Linked DNA regions of Sus scrofa: region 1 is linked to region 2. A link is a contact called in public promoter capture Hi-C data. All regions are on one chromosome and are shown on one strand. The core of a region is the stretch at or near the end of the contact, and the rest is flanking DNA. Distances in the headings are between cores, read along the strand shown. Region 1 holds the start of SCAF1 (splicing factor, arginine/serine-rich 19). Region 2 holds the start of GYS1 (glycogen synthase 1).

Region 1 (7,134 bases), core at 1,760-4,259, 440 kb before region 2:
GCTGAAAGATCATTCAGACTGATGGGGGTCTTGATGGGGGCTTCAGGAAATGCAATTATTTGGGCTGTAGGCTTCCCCGAAGCCGTCAGTTCTCCTCCTCTGAAAACAATCATCTGGTCCCACAGTCACCAGCAAGCTTCAAAATCCCTAACCCCCAGCTCGAGGTGCTTATCTAGAAGCAGGCACAATAGGAGCAGCTAACTCCGAGAAAGGCTGTGTGACATGAAAGCAGGGCTAACCTCTGACCGGGTAACTATTACTATGAGGCTTTCGTGCCCAGGTTTTCCCCACTTGGCTCCCCACACCCCTAGGGGGCACACCTGCCCCCACCAAAGAAAAAAAAAAGACCTCAGTCCTGGCCTCCCTCCTACCACAGATTTGCAAGCTGATGGCAAAGTTCTCCCCTGCAGCCGCCCAGCTCTCTAAGAGCCTGCAGCTCCTTCCCTAACCGCCACAGACATAACCCACCCTGAAGAGGCCCTCTGGACAGTTCCCAGCCCTGGAGCTGCTCTCTCTGCCTTCTGGGGTGGGGGTGGGGGTAGGGGGTGGGAAGCAGCACATGCTTCAGAGAACTGTGTCTGTCACATCACAGAAGCTTAATCAAGATGTGCTGAGTACAGACCCACAGATCTCCAAACCCTCCTGGGTAGGAAGATCCCCCCTGGAGCATTTAGACGAGCCCCATGCTTTGCAGAGGGTGTGTCTCTTCGACCCAAGAAGGCTCGGCAGACCCTGCCAGGTCCCTCTGGATCAGGTTCCCAAACTACAGTCTGATAGCAGTTGAGTGCTTCACGAATAGCTTGTTATAAAGGCAGATTGAACACAGTAGAAGATGCTTCGCAACACATCCCAAGTAAGTGGAAACAGTAATTAACAGGATTGGAGTATTAGTTTAACACATAGGACGGTGTATGTTGGGTCTCAGTGTACAAATGCATTTCTCACTGTGGATCAAGGTCAAAAGCGTTTCAAAAGCACTGGCGTGAGACGAAGTCTAGATGATCCTCTAGACTTTCCCAGACCAAGGTGGACTAACTCTCTCTGAAGCCCCAAGGCCACCCCGAATTTTTTAACATTTTGCATTTGAATTACTTTCTAAAGGGCAAGTATATTTGAGCTGGGCAAAATTTCCAATACGTTCCTTTGTCTTACTCTCCTGGCCGATTATCTGGCCCCCAAAGGCATTCGAATTTGCTCCAGGCATAGAGCCTGCACTCTTGCAGTCACACTCAAAGCCACCTAGATGGTTCCAGGTCCTTCTAACTGTCCCCAGTCTCCTGTCACCCAGATTAGACACTCCCCAGACAGTTGGAGACCCATCCAAGCCTCCCAGCACATCTCAGTATTTGCTTCCTTCCCTTAGTGGGTACATCCCACTCCTCTGAATGGCTATAAAAGACTTCCTTGCGCTGGAACTGTTCTTCCATGGCCTGGCTAAATGGCCCTAGACCCATGTAGGTGAGCCGCATTCTCAGGTCAGCCCATGTACACACTGCTCAGCCCTAGGAGATATACCCCAGCCATAGGTGGCTCTGCAGATACTCCCCAGCTCCTGCAGACCTCCTTCACCCCTGGGACATATCTCAAGATCTCAAGATGGCCCCAGAACCCTCCAAACAGACTCTAGCCTCGGGTCAGCCTATAAAGACATTCAACAGTGCCTACAGAAATGACCCAAGCCAGCTATATGACGGAGGGCAGGCTTCAGTCTCGGTCCAGGTCCTGTGGACGCCCCTAGTCCTCTAGGAGACGCCCGGTCCATGCCCCCCGGCACCCCAGACCCGTCCCGGGGCCTCGAGAAGGCCCCCCGCTCGGCGCCAGGCTCCGCCGCCGCTACCGGGCCCAAGGCCGACCCGCTAAGCCCTCCAGGCCCCGCGGCGTGTCGGGAGGACCCCGGGACAAGTAGCGACCCGACTCCGCCCCGCCCACCCCGATAGGCCCGAGCCCCGCCGCTCGGACCGCCGCCGCCATCTTACCCCGCCGCTCGGGCTGCGGCTCCGGCCCCGGCGCGGGGCGGGGCGGGCTGGGGCGGGGCTCGCGAGCAAAGGGAGGAGAAAGGAGGAGCTAAAACGCCGCCGAGCTTGCCGGGACTTCAAGTACCGAGCACCGTGCCGTGAAGGCTGGTGGGAAGGCTTCGGACTCAGTTTCCCAGCAGTCAACGGGGCAGATGGGCCGGGTGCGCGCGACGTACGCCGGGAGACGTAGTCCGCGCGTCGCCTCCGCCGCGCGGGGACTGCGAGGGGATGAGGGGTGAAGTGGGCGGGGTTGCGGTAGCGCGCGATTAAGCCCCATAGTGCCCTGCACGCGCGCGGAAAGAGCAGCGGAAAAGGAAGTGCCGTAAAGAGCGCTCAGCCTGACAGGTGCAAGGGAGTTGTAGTTCCGCGGAGTGAGCCGTGGGGGGGGGGGAAGCAGGACTGGCTGGAAGTTGCCCCGCCCACATTCTGGGGATCCCAGAATCCTGATGCCCAAGTTCTCTCTAAATTTAGAACCAAGAAGCCCGGCCCTACAGCTTCCTCCTCATTTACAACAGAAAAATCCAAATCCGATTCCTCTCAGAGCCGAGGGGTCCGGACTCACATTTCCCTCAGAAGTCCGAGCCCTCCTTCCTCTTAGATCCAGGAGTCGGGCCTTCATGCCTCCCTCAGACCATTCCTGGTCTCAAACGCCTTACGCGAACACAGGGGTTCGGGTACCCCATTCCAATTCCCTCGGATCCAGAATATTGGGTCCCCCCGCTCCTTCAGCCCTCGGACCGATGAGTCCGGGCCCTCAGCAATCTAGAAGCAAGGACCTCCAGAACTCCTCCTTCCAGGACCCAGGAGTCCAAACCTCCAGTCACAATCTCTCCTTGCGACCCAGGGGTCTGGGTCCTGGGCTTTCTCCTCCTTCAAGACTCGGAAATCCTGACCCTAGACCCTTCATAACCCAGGCGTCCCCGCTTGGGCGAGCTGGCTCATGAATTAGGAATGCAGTGATCTCACGGCCCCTCCCTTCCCGGTTACCCGCTGGCCCCCCTCCAGGGCCCCATCTCCCCTCCCAGTCTGTCTTCCGCTAGGCTGGGACAGCGGGAACCGGAAGCCTGGGTCCCGTAGCGGGCGGAGCCTCCATCACCCAACCCAGATGCCAGAGTCGGGAGCTTGGCTTGGGTCCCAGGACAGAGGTTAATTTCCCCTCAGGACTCGCTCCTTCCTCAGAGCGCGCCTATATACGGCCGCGTGCGCAAGACTCAAGCCCCGCCTACTAGAACAAGGCCTCGGGGACGGTACCCTGAGAAGCTAGCTGCAACACAGGGTTTCTCATTTACATAGTCCCACCCCGAACGATTTTCCGGACCCGTCTACGAAGAGAATAAGAACTCTTATTAGCATGGCTCCGCCCCCCCGGCCCGCCAGCCGAGAGCGCGTGGCGCTGCTCGGGGTGAGCACAGTTCTCTCATTAGCATGTTCCCGCCCCATTCGGAATTCCCCTTCTCAGCGACAGCCGTACTCCTATCCGTATTAGCATAGCTCCTCCTTTTCCCAGGTCTTGCCTGCCTCTAAGTGTCCCAAGTAAGGAGCCCTTCTTGCTGGAGCTCATGTTTATGCAGTACCCTTATTAACGTGGTCCGCCCCTAGGCCCCGCCCGGTCCCCCCCCCCGCCCCAGGCGGTAGCGGCGGCAGCGGCAGCGACATGAGCAGCGGGGCGGCGTCCGGGACAGGGCGGGGGCGGCCCCGGGGCGGGGGGCCGGGACCCGGGGACCCCCCACCCAGCGAGACACACAAGCTGGTGGTCGTGGGCGGCGGCGGCGTGGGCAAGAGCGCGCTGACCATCCAGTTCATCCAGGTAGTGGACCTTCACCCCGGGGGGTGCCCCCGGGACCCACCCAGACCTGAGCCCTTGGCGGGATCCCCAAGACTCCGGCTTCCCCTCCATCCATCACTGAGACCCTCTTATGAGGCTTTCTAATCTTAAAAATGTCCCCTCAGATGTGACCCTGAGCCCCTCAGGGCCTCCACCCCCTACATGAGGGACCTTCCTCCTGTCCTTGTATCCTGAGACCCACCACCCCTACCCCAAGTATCCAAAGCCCCGCTCCTCTGCTGACCTGACCCTGGATGCCTCCTGGGAGCACCCTAAATCCAGAAGAGTCAACCCATTTAGACCCTAAGCATTCTCATGGGCCCCCACCCCGCTCGGGGCCACCTCCTCGCACCCTGAGCCCTACCTCTCCCAAATCCCTGACCTCAGCTTCCCCTCTGAGCCGCTCAGTAACTGGGAGAATGCCCTTGACATTACCCCAACCTGGCTGTTTAGCCCCTTCAGAGACCTCCACCAGAAAGTAGAAATTATGCCCAGACTTGGCCCCTGAGATCCATCTAGGACTCCATCCCACCCCTGTCCTCAGGGAGACCCCCTCAGACCCAAGAGACTGCAAAAAGATCCTGCCCCTTGGCCATTCCCACTAAGACTCCAAGTTCTGGGGATCCCCCATCCCACCAGATCCAGACCCCTACCCTTCCTCAAGGAAAACCATCCACTCCTCCGTCGTGAGTTTTCCTCCACTCTGATCTCCTGAGCCCCTCTCAGAAATTCTGGTTAGCCCCCAGATCATTTCCATGGAAGAAGCCCCCAGAGTCTTGACACCTCCAGAAAGACCTGCTCCTTTGGAGTTTCTCTGACCTCTTAAATGTATCTCCAGGTCTCTACGACTCTCTAGACATGTACTTATATTCTATGACAACCCTCCCCCATGCTCTCCAGCCCCCAGTTCGCCCACCTGAGCTTCTCCCGGTTTACTCTGCAGACACACCCCTAAACCCCCCAGGGCCAGGCCCCTGCACTGCCCCTTACCAAGCACCCTCCACGACAGGCAGGATGCAGCCTTCGGACCCCCAGCAGCTGCCAGATCACCCCTTCTCTTCTGAAAATCCACCCTTGCCCAGGAAACTTCCACCCCTTTCCCCAGGGGAAACTCTCCCACCTGGGAGAAACCCTAGAAAGGTGTCTGCTCCAGGGATGCCACCCCTGAGGTCCCTGGGCCCCAGACCCCTGAAGAGACCCCAGACAGCGCGTGCATGGGAGCTCCTGTCTGGGTAGAGAAAGGCCCCAAGCCCTGGGCCCCTTGCACCCAGGGGCAGACCCAAAGCTGGCCCAGGGCCTGGATGGAGGCGGCCGGGACCCAGGCAGGAAGGGAGGGGCCCCGCCTGCGGGCGGGGCAGCGTCTCAGCAGCCGGATTGGAACCGGGATCTTCCCCTGGGAGGAGACACTGGAAGCTGCCCAGGGGGAGGGGGAGAGGGAGGAGGAGGAGGAGGAAGAAAAAAAGAGGGAAGAAAGGGGGAAGAACACATGCAGATATGCTGGATGGCAAAAGGTCCCAGTGACTGAGCGCCTACTATGCGCAGACGATATGAAATGCTTAACGAGGATTTTCCCTGAATCTCACACACTGGGTTGAGGGTAGCACTCTTTTGATCTTCATTTCCCCAGGGAGAAAATCGGGGTCAGGAGAGGGGCAGTGATTTAGAGGGGGAGTGATGTGTTCAATGCCGCATAGCCAGGGCATCATCCCGACTCGGGAAATGCAACTTTATATCAAAAAGAGGGATGGGGCCGGGAGCCCCTTGGAGAGAGGGGCCTGGGGAGCACAGGGGATAAGGGAGGCAGGCCTCCATCATCCCTGCTGGGACCCTGTAGTAAAGCGTCCTCTCCACCCCCCCCACTCCAGTCCTACTTCGTGTCTGACTACGATCCCACTATTGAAGACTCCTACACCAAGATCTGCACCGTGGATGGCGTCCCGGCCCGGCTGGACAGTGAGGGTGGCAGGGGAGATGGAGTGGGAGGGTGGCCGGGCTGCGGGCTTGTGGGGGTGGCTGGCGGGAGCCTGGTCCCCATGGAGGCCCCCTCTCCCCATCTGCAGTCCTGGACACCGCAGGCCAGGAGGAGTTCGGTGCCATGCGAGAGCAGTACATGCGCGCCGGCCACGGCTTCCTGCTGGTGTTTGCCATTAATGATCGGCAGAGGTGGGTGTTGTCTGGGGGTCGGGGGAGATGGGGGGGGGAGGTGGCGGAGTCAGCGGGGAGCACTGGGGCCCAGCTGCTGACCTGCGGCTTCATCCGCAGTTTCAACGAGGTGGGCAAGCTCTTCACGCAGATCCTCCGAGTCAAGGACCGAGATGACTTCCCCATCGTGTTGGTCGGGAACAAGGCAGATCTGGAGACACAGCGTCAGGTCTGGGACACCCCCACCCCCGCCTCGCCCTCCCGGGACCCCCTCTCAGCGTGGGAGGCTCCTTTGGGCCCACCTCATGTCAGCATCCTCCTCTGGCTCCTGTGGTCCCTTGTCACATACCCCATAGATGTATTGCCCCATGTCAGACCTTCTGAGCCCCCAGCATTGCACACAGGAGTTGTCATGCCCACGAGGCAGGGACTGGATGGAAAAGAGGGCACCTCCCCCCAGGGTCACCCAGCCCCAGCTTTGTCCCCTCCCCTCCTCTCATTCCCACCAGAACTCTGGCCCCGGCCTCCCACTCCTGCTGCTCCCTCGTGCCCCAGCACCCCAGCTCTGCCACCTGGCCCCTGACACCCACCGTGGTCTTGTCCCTTCTCCCTCCCACCACTTCCTTTTACACGCAAACTATGTGATTTCCACCCAGAACTTTCTCTTTTTAAACTTTTGTCTTTTTAGGGCCGCACCTGCGGCATATGGAGGTTCCCAGGCTAGGGGTCCAGTCCGAGCTACAGCTGCTGGTCTACGCCACAGCCACAGCCACGCCAGATCTGAGCTGAATCTGCGACCTACACCACAGCTCACGGCAATGCTAGCTCCTTAACCCACTGAGCAAGGCCAGGACTTGAACCTGCGTCCTCCTGGACGCTAGGCAGGTTGTTTCTGCAGAGCCATGACGGGAACTCCCCAGAACTCATCTTTTCAATCAAGCCTGTGGGGAGTTCCAGCCGTTGGAGTTTTGCTTGGGCCTCTGCTGGGACATCCTGACGTTTCTCCGCCTGATGACTCAGTTCTGGGCCAGCGTCTCTGGAGCCTTCTCAGCCTCCTTCCTTAGATGGCACCCACCCCACACCCTGGGCTCACTCCTCCATCTCCCTGCAATGTTTCACTTAAGCTCCCCTAGGAGGTGGCCCCAGTCAGAG
Region 2 (7,099 bases), core at 3,922-6,421:
CCACCCCCATTGTTTTTTTTTTTGAAAGACCAAAATAAAACTCCACGCGTGGGGAAATTTTACAGACATGCAGCCAAAGGTCTAGAAGGTCAGAACACAGTCCCCACAACCCCTGGGGTCCCCTCCACCCCAGGCCCCCAGGGAGCAGCCTTCCCACCACGGCCCCCTGGGCTCTACCTGCCGTGGCTCCAAGGCATCGTCGAGCCCCAGCCCCCGGATGTGGGAGTGAGCGCCTGTGTGCGGGGAAGGAAGCAGAGGCGGTTACCGGCCAGCTCAACTGGTTACAGGCCAGCTCGCTGGTGGCCATGTGTGGCCTGAGGGGAGGGGCGCCCCTACCCAGTGCTGGTGTCCGCCTTGGCCACGGTCCCCTCTCACCCCCCAACACACACGTCCCCACCTCACTGGGATGATGGCCAGACACGGTCAATGCTCAGTAAACAGAGTGGCTCCTAGGCTACATGGTGGCCTGAGGGACCTCCCAAGTTCTAATCATACTTCACGGGACCTGGGACTTGGAGAAACACAAATCGCAGCTATTATTATCAGCCTGGAGCCCTGCTGGGGCTCAGTAATCACCCCAGGCCCTTATTACTACCTCTCCTGGAAGCTGTGGATGAATGAGTGAACGAACAGGAATGAAGGAATGAATGAACGAATGAATGAGTGGTCTCCTCCCTGCAGGGCAGGCTCTCTGCAAAGGCTACACCCTGCTGAACCCTCTACACCCCCACTTCCTGCTCCCGGGGAGCTGGGACCAGGGGCTTGATTGCGTCACTGAGTCCTGGTCCCTTCAGCTAAAAATGGGATGACGGTGGCAGGAGGAACACTGCAGGGCTACGCCAAGGATTCAAAGGATGCAAACTCCCGTGTTCAGTGGTGACCTGTGGAGCCTCTGGCCTGCCAGGACCTGTGCCGGGGACACTGCTAGGAAGGAGCCAGGTCCCTGCCCTCTCAGAGCTGAAGCCCCAGCGTATGCTGGCTGGATGGGACATTCGCTGCGGGGCCAACCCCTGGAAGATCTCAGCAAAAACCCCCTTTCACGATTTCCAAGCAGGATGCTGGGGCACCCGGGAGGCCCATCAGGGCAGCCCAGCCAGCAGTGGTAGCTTGGGGTTGGGGCCTGACATGGTTCCCCCCCACCTCTGAGTCATCTGGGACTAAGGCCTCCCTCCTTACGGTGGGGTGGGGGAGTGTGCAGGCTGCCCCCCTCCAAGGGTCCCAGGTAGACTGGCTCTGGCAGGGGGCAGGGGGCAGGCAGGGGCTAGATCCTGTCCCTGACCCACGCTTACTCACCGATACGCTCGATCCTCGTCACATCGCGGATTTCCGGGACCTTGGTTGTGGCTGTCTGGTGTCAGAGGAAGAGGCGTCAGTCGAGCTTTTGCGGTCCCAGCTTTCAGCAACCCCTCCTCTGTCCCCCTGCCCACCCCACACGCAACAGTTCTTTCCTCTCCTCCCTGAAGGCAGGAGTTGTCGCCCATGAAGGCTGGTGGGTTGATCCCATTACACAGTCAAGCTCAAGCGGCCAGAGACTGCGTCTGTCTTGTTCATAGCCCTGCTCCCAGGGCCGGGCACACACTTGGTGCATGGAAATTATTTGCTGAAGGAAGAAGTCCGCCTTGTCCCCCAGAGCTGCAAGAACATACACAGAGCACAGGGCAGGCATCAACCTGGACATGTTCTGGCCCCTGTTGATCTTCCAGTGCCACCTCCCCACTGCTTGTACCTCACTGTCCCAGCTCTGTCACTAGACCTTTGCAGGTCCCTGGGTCCAGCCTGCTCTCTCCTCTACCCTGACTGAATCGGATCAAGCATCACTCATTAAGGGAGGTGCTCCCTGACCTCAGCCCCTGCTTGGCTAGTTTAGGGTCTCTGGATGTCTAAACTGAAGGAAGGGCCTCTTGGGAGTTCTCATCGTGGTGCAGGGGAAACGAATCCCACTAGGAACCATGAGGTTGTGGGTTTGATCCCTGGCCTCCCTCAGTGGGTTAATCATCCGGTGTTGCCGTGAGCTGTGGCGTAGGTCACAGACGCAGCTCGGATCTGGCATGGCTGTGGCTGTGGTGTAGGCCGGCAGCTACAGCTCTGATTGGACCCCTAGCCTGGGAACCTCCATATGCCGCGGGTGCGGCCCTTAAAAAAAAAAAAAAAGAAGAAGGAAGGGCCTCTTTGGGGAACCCGCTCTCCCTGCCGAGTCTCAGATTCTTGAGGGAGACTGTTGGATCGAGGTCCTGGGCTCTAACAGATGGGAGTCCCATAAAGGGTGCAGTCCACATCTCACTGGTTCCCTGCGGGACTCAGTGTTTGGGGTTGGACTGAAGGATGACCTGAAGCGTTGAGCTCATTCAACAAGCACATACGGAGGCCGCCTGTGTCCCCAGCTCTCCAGGGAGAGAAGTCAGCCATCGTCGCTTCTCATGTGAGGGAGACCGATGAGTAAACTCCACCTGGGACAGTTCCAGAACTTCATGGAGTTCCCACTGTGGCACAGTGGGTTAAGGATCCAGCGTTGCCACAGCCATGGTGGGGGTCGCAGCTGTGGCTTGGATTCGGGATCCTTCACCTGGGAATTCTAAATACCATGGGCGGGGCAAAACCCAAACCAAACCAAACCAAACCAATGGAGATGCACGCAAATGTTCATGGCAGTGTCATTCATAACCAAACAGTAGCAACAACCCAATACACTATCAATGGATGACTGGATAAGCAAAAGGGGGTTATCCATACAACAGAAAGTTATCCAGCCATGAAAAGGGATGAAGTTCTGATCCATGAACATGGATCAACTTTGAAAACATGCTGAGTTGATGAAGCAGCCAAAAAAGTCACGGGCTTAAGAGTCCGTTTATATGGAATGTCCAGAAGAGATAAATCCAGAGACAGAAAGAAAGGGAGGCCTAAGAAGCCAGTACACTGACCCAGTTCCTTGGCCAGCCGCCCCCAACCCTCTTCCTCCCCCAGGTCTCTCTTCCTCCACCAGCCCAAAGAAACTCTCCTCTTGGAGTTCCCATCGTGGCTCAGCAGAAACGAATCTGACTAGCATCCATGAGGACACAAGTTCCATTCCCGGCCTCGCTCAGTGGGTTAAGGATCCAGTGGTGCGATGAGCTGTGGTGTAGGTTGCCGACAAGGCTCGGATCCTGTGTGGCTGTGGCTGTGGTGTAGGCCAGTGGCTACAGCTCCAATTTGACCCCTAGCCTGGGAACCTCCATATGCCGCGGGTGGGGCCCTAAAAAGATAAAAAAAAAAAAAAAAAAAAAAAAAAAACAGAACAAAACAAAACAACATCTCTTCTCTATGGAACCAAGAGTTCAGACTTCCTGGCCACCACATGGTCACAAGTGTCCTCCCTTGCTGTTTGTGCAGCTCACGCCTATTCTTCCGCATGGGAGGCCGGTCACTGCACCCAAACCACTGTCAAGACGACTGAGAACAGACCTCCATCCACACCTCCCCAGCCTATCAGACTCTGAGACAAAAAAAAAAAAAAAAAAAAAAAAAAGACATTGATCTAGGAATTCCCAACGCTTAGCAACCCCATAAACAGACCTGCCTTCCTCAAAACTTTTCCTTTCACCCTAAGCCTCTCCCACCTCCCTCCTCCCCACCTGGTGACCTCATGGAAACAGAGGTCATGTCATTACAAAACTCCTACCATCCCCCTCACGCTTCCACTGCTTCATCCATACCCGTGGGAACCGGGTCTCACTGCCCTTCCCTCTTCTATACTCTTGGCCATGACCACGGACTCACATTTCACCCCCTCAGACACCAGTAACTGTCACCCCATCTTGACCGGGGTCACCACAGGAACGGAGGCATCTAGAAGCCATGTAGCCAGGTGCAACCCCCCAAGGTAAAGCCACATCCCTTCTTCATTCAGAAGTCTCTGGAGAAAGTACTTGGTGCCTGGTCTAGTGTAACTGGTCTTTCCTCTACGGCGTTCACGTGCATTCATTCAAGTGATAACTTCCTGATCACCACACTGAGCTTACCCCGGTAAAGCGCTTGAAATACGAAAATGGTCAGAACAATCCCACGACAAGATCCCAAGATGCCCCGCGTTCTTCCCCCTGTCTGTTAACACCCTCTGTGTTCTCAACATTTTGGCTCAAGACTCAGGAAGCAACTCCACGATCTGAAGCACACAGGACGGGTCCCCGCTGCCGTTTCATTCACGTCATCAACAACCCAAGACTGGATGGCTTAGAGCCCAAGACACTACAACCCTCGTCAGTCTTTAAGACGGCACAACTGTCACTGACTGCGCCCAGAGACTTGGAAGGTGGCGTTCCTATCATTTACATGAGACCGTAAATATTCACTTGAACCTAGGAGTCCCTGAGATCCTAGCCCCTTTTTCTCTCCCTCAGATCTAGAAGCCCGGGCCCCTAGCTCCCTCCTTCCTCAGACGAGGAGTCCAGGCGCCCAGCTCCCCCATCCCCGCTAAGATCCAAGAATCCAGGTCCAGCCCCCTGCTCCTTGAAACGCCTCAGCCCTCCGCACGCCAACACTCACCACGGTTGTCATGATGCTCACCAACCGCCAATATCCTAGCGGAAACGGAAACGTGCTAGGAACGAGGCGTTCTGACCCCTCTAGTCTCCCAAGTCCTCCAAGAAATCTCGGTGGTTCTTTATAAATATGCAAACCTCTCCTGGTGGGGCGCGGCGTCACTTTTAAGGCCCCGCCTACTCGCTGGAAGATGCGTTCCCGGAGCTTCGGGGTCCGTTCCCCACGCCTCCTGGCTCCTCCTCCTTTTACCCAGGCCTCTTTGCTAAGGCCTATTGCAAAATTCTTAACACTTCTTTGGGGAACCACACGTCCCCCACGCTTCCTTTCCTCCTTAGCCACCGTCTTCCCTCCCCCGCCCACTTTGGGGCTTCAAGCTTCGTATTGACAGAGCTGAAGACCAATCAGCGGAAGCAGCGGTAAACCCCGCCCCCCCAGCTCTTCCCGCCAGCCAAGGAGGTGGCGGGGATGAGCGAACCCTACACTGTCCACCAATGAGGGGACTCCAGAGCCCCGCCCCCGGACGCTGACCAATGACACTGGCCCGGGGGCGGGCACCGCCTCCTGGCAGCCGCAAGATTTCACTGCGGGAGCCCCCCTAGGCTCAGTGACGCTGCGGCCGCCTGCAGCACTGGTTCTAGCGCTTCGGGCGGGGGTGCGGTCGTGCAATAGGAAGCCGAGGGCGGTGCAAGCTTCCTGTCGGGCAGCAGCTACCTGGCCCAGCGCCCTGCCCAGGGCATTCCTCAGACAAATCCTGGGCCCCCACCTGCGGCTCCCCGGAGCCCTCCTCTCGCGTCGGCCATGCCTCTAAACCGCACTTTGTCCATGTCCTCATTGCCAGGACTGGAAGATTGGGAGGATGAATTCGACCTGGAGAACACAGTGCTCTTCGAGGTGGCCTGGGAGGTGGCCAACAAGGGTGAGCACGCCGAGCAGAAGGGCTGGGACAAGAAGGGCAGTCGGGGATGGGGGCCCGGAACTCTTGAGTAACAGGAGGGTGAGGCTGCAGGACATGACTCTTGGGTCCTGGGCAAGGAGCCTATGACTCCTGTGTCCTTGGGGAGGGCCGGAATTTGTTTCCTGGGCCCTGGAGGGAGGCGTGAGCCGCCTGACTGAGGTGAAAGGAGGTTGGAAACCCAGGTCCTGGGTCCTAGGGAGAGGGGGCTAAAATGAAAAAGACCAGAGACGTGGGTCCGCTATAAGGAAGGAGCTGGGGGCGGGGAAGGTTGTCACTTCAGAACTGTGGCCCTAGCACGGAGGGCCTTAGGATACACTTCGGATTTGGGCAGGAGCCCACTTGGAGAAAGGATGCATGAAGCATGGTGGGAGAACTGCGGGAACTGGTCTTCTGAGAGTAAAGATGGGAGGAGGCTGGAGACCCTAATTCTTGGCTTCTAGGGTGAGAGAGAGTTGGGGCCTGGACGCCTGGGCTTTGAGCGCCTGAGCTCTGGGTTCCTGAGAGTAGCGGAGCCCGTGGCCTCAGACACATGCGCACTGGAATAGCGGGAGGCTGGGAAGTCCTAAGTTGGTCAGGGGCTGGGCCCTGGAATGGGAGTGGCTGGGGGCCAGGATTTCTGGGTCCCAGGCTCCAAAGGGCCAGAGCTTCTGGGTTTGCCGAAGGCTGGGGCCGGACTCCCAGGAGCTAGGCAGTCTGGCTCCACAGAAGGAAGGGAGCTGAGATTTTGCTTTGCTGAGTCTTGGGAGAGATGGGGCGGGGGGCGGGGGGGCTGTGAACACGGAGCCATGGATCTCCAGGGCCCAGGCTCCAGGAGGTAAGGAAGCTGGAGCCCCAGCCTCCTGGGTCTGGATGGGAGTCATGGGAGGGGCAGGGCCCTGCATTCCTGTGGGGACAGGTTGGCAGAATTCCGGGGGTGTGTGTGGGGGGTGAGGAATGATAACTCTGGCTTCTTTCGGACAATTGTGGGAACCTACAAGAAGAGGGCTTCTCCCTTACTGTGTCTTAGAGCTGCACTGGGGATTTAACCCCAGCTCCTGTGAGTCAGGAACTCAGGAAACCTGGGTGTGGCCTCTTTGCCAGCTTCTGTCATCCTTGGCCCCAGCCCCTAATTCCTTGACACCTAGGAGCCCAGGCCCCCAGCCCCTTCTCTCAGACTCAGAAGTCTAGCCTGAGACCACTCCCCTCCTCCCTCCAAGTCCTGACCCTAGCCCCCCGCACTCACAGACCCAGGAGTACCACCCTGCAGCCCCCTCTCCCCCTTTCCCCTCCTTCCTCTGACTCGAAAGGAGGGGCTCGCCGTCCCCTCTTCCCTCTGAGCCAGGGGTCTGGGGCTCCTAGGCACAGCACCCCCATCCCCCTGCCTTGCCCCAGACCCCAGACCTGTGGGCCTTGGCTGAGGCCTGCCCTCACACACTTGGGCCCACAGTGGGCGGCATCTACACGGTGCTGCAGACGAAGGCGAAGGTGACCGGGGATGAATGGGGCGACAACTACTACCTGGTGGGACCGTACACGGAGCAGGGCGTGAGGACCCAGGTGGAACTGCTCGAGCCCCCGACCCCGGCCCTGAAGAGGACCCTGGATTCCATGAACAGCAAGGGCTGCAAGGTGGGACATGGCCCGGCC

What was found. Promoter capture Hi-C pulls out the DNA fragments that hold promoters and counts their contacts.
Region 1: a promoter capture Hi-C map of liver shows a contact between it and region 2, with 4 times the contacts expected there. The contact joins the promoter of SCAF1 here to the promoter of GYS1 in region 2. A contact is called at or near these places in 1 of 5 promoter capture datasets (liver) and 1 of 2 datasets of contacts at active chromatin or transcription factors (alveolar macrophages).

The regions. Positions count from the first base shown.
Region 1 is chr6:54,681,212-54,688,345 of Sscrofa11.1, reverse strand. SCAF1 (splicing factor, arginine/serine-rich 19) reads right to left here and starts at 3,009. Exons shown (of 12, transcript XM_003127346.5): 1 at 2,578-3,009. The coding sequence starts at 2,634. It overlaps RRAS (ras-related protein R-Ras), which reads left to right and starts at 3,632. Exons shown (of 6, transcript XM_003355998.3): 1 at 3,632-3,822; 2 at 5,706-5,793; 3 at 5,901-6,003; 4 at 6,103-6,211. The coding sequence starts at 3,670.
Region 2 is chr6:54,248,283-54,255,381 of Sscrofa11.1, reverse strand. It overlaps GYS1 (glycogen synthase 1), which reads left to right and starts at 5,171. Exons shown (of 16, transcript NM_001195508.1): 1 at 5,171-5,434; 2 at 6,900-7,081. The coding sequence starts at 5,317. It overlaps RUVBL2 (RuvB like AAA ATPase 2), which reads right to left and starts at 4,878. Exons shown (of 15, transcript NM_001243867.1): 1 at 4,522-4,878; 2 at 1,294-1,348; 3 at 178-233. The coding sequence starts at 4,533.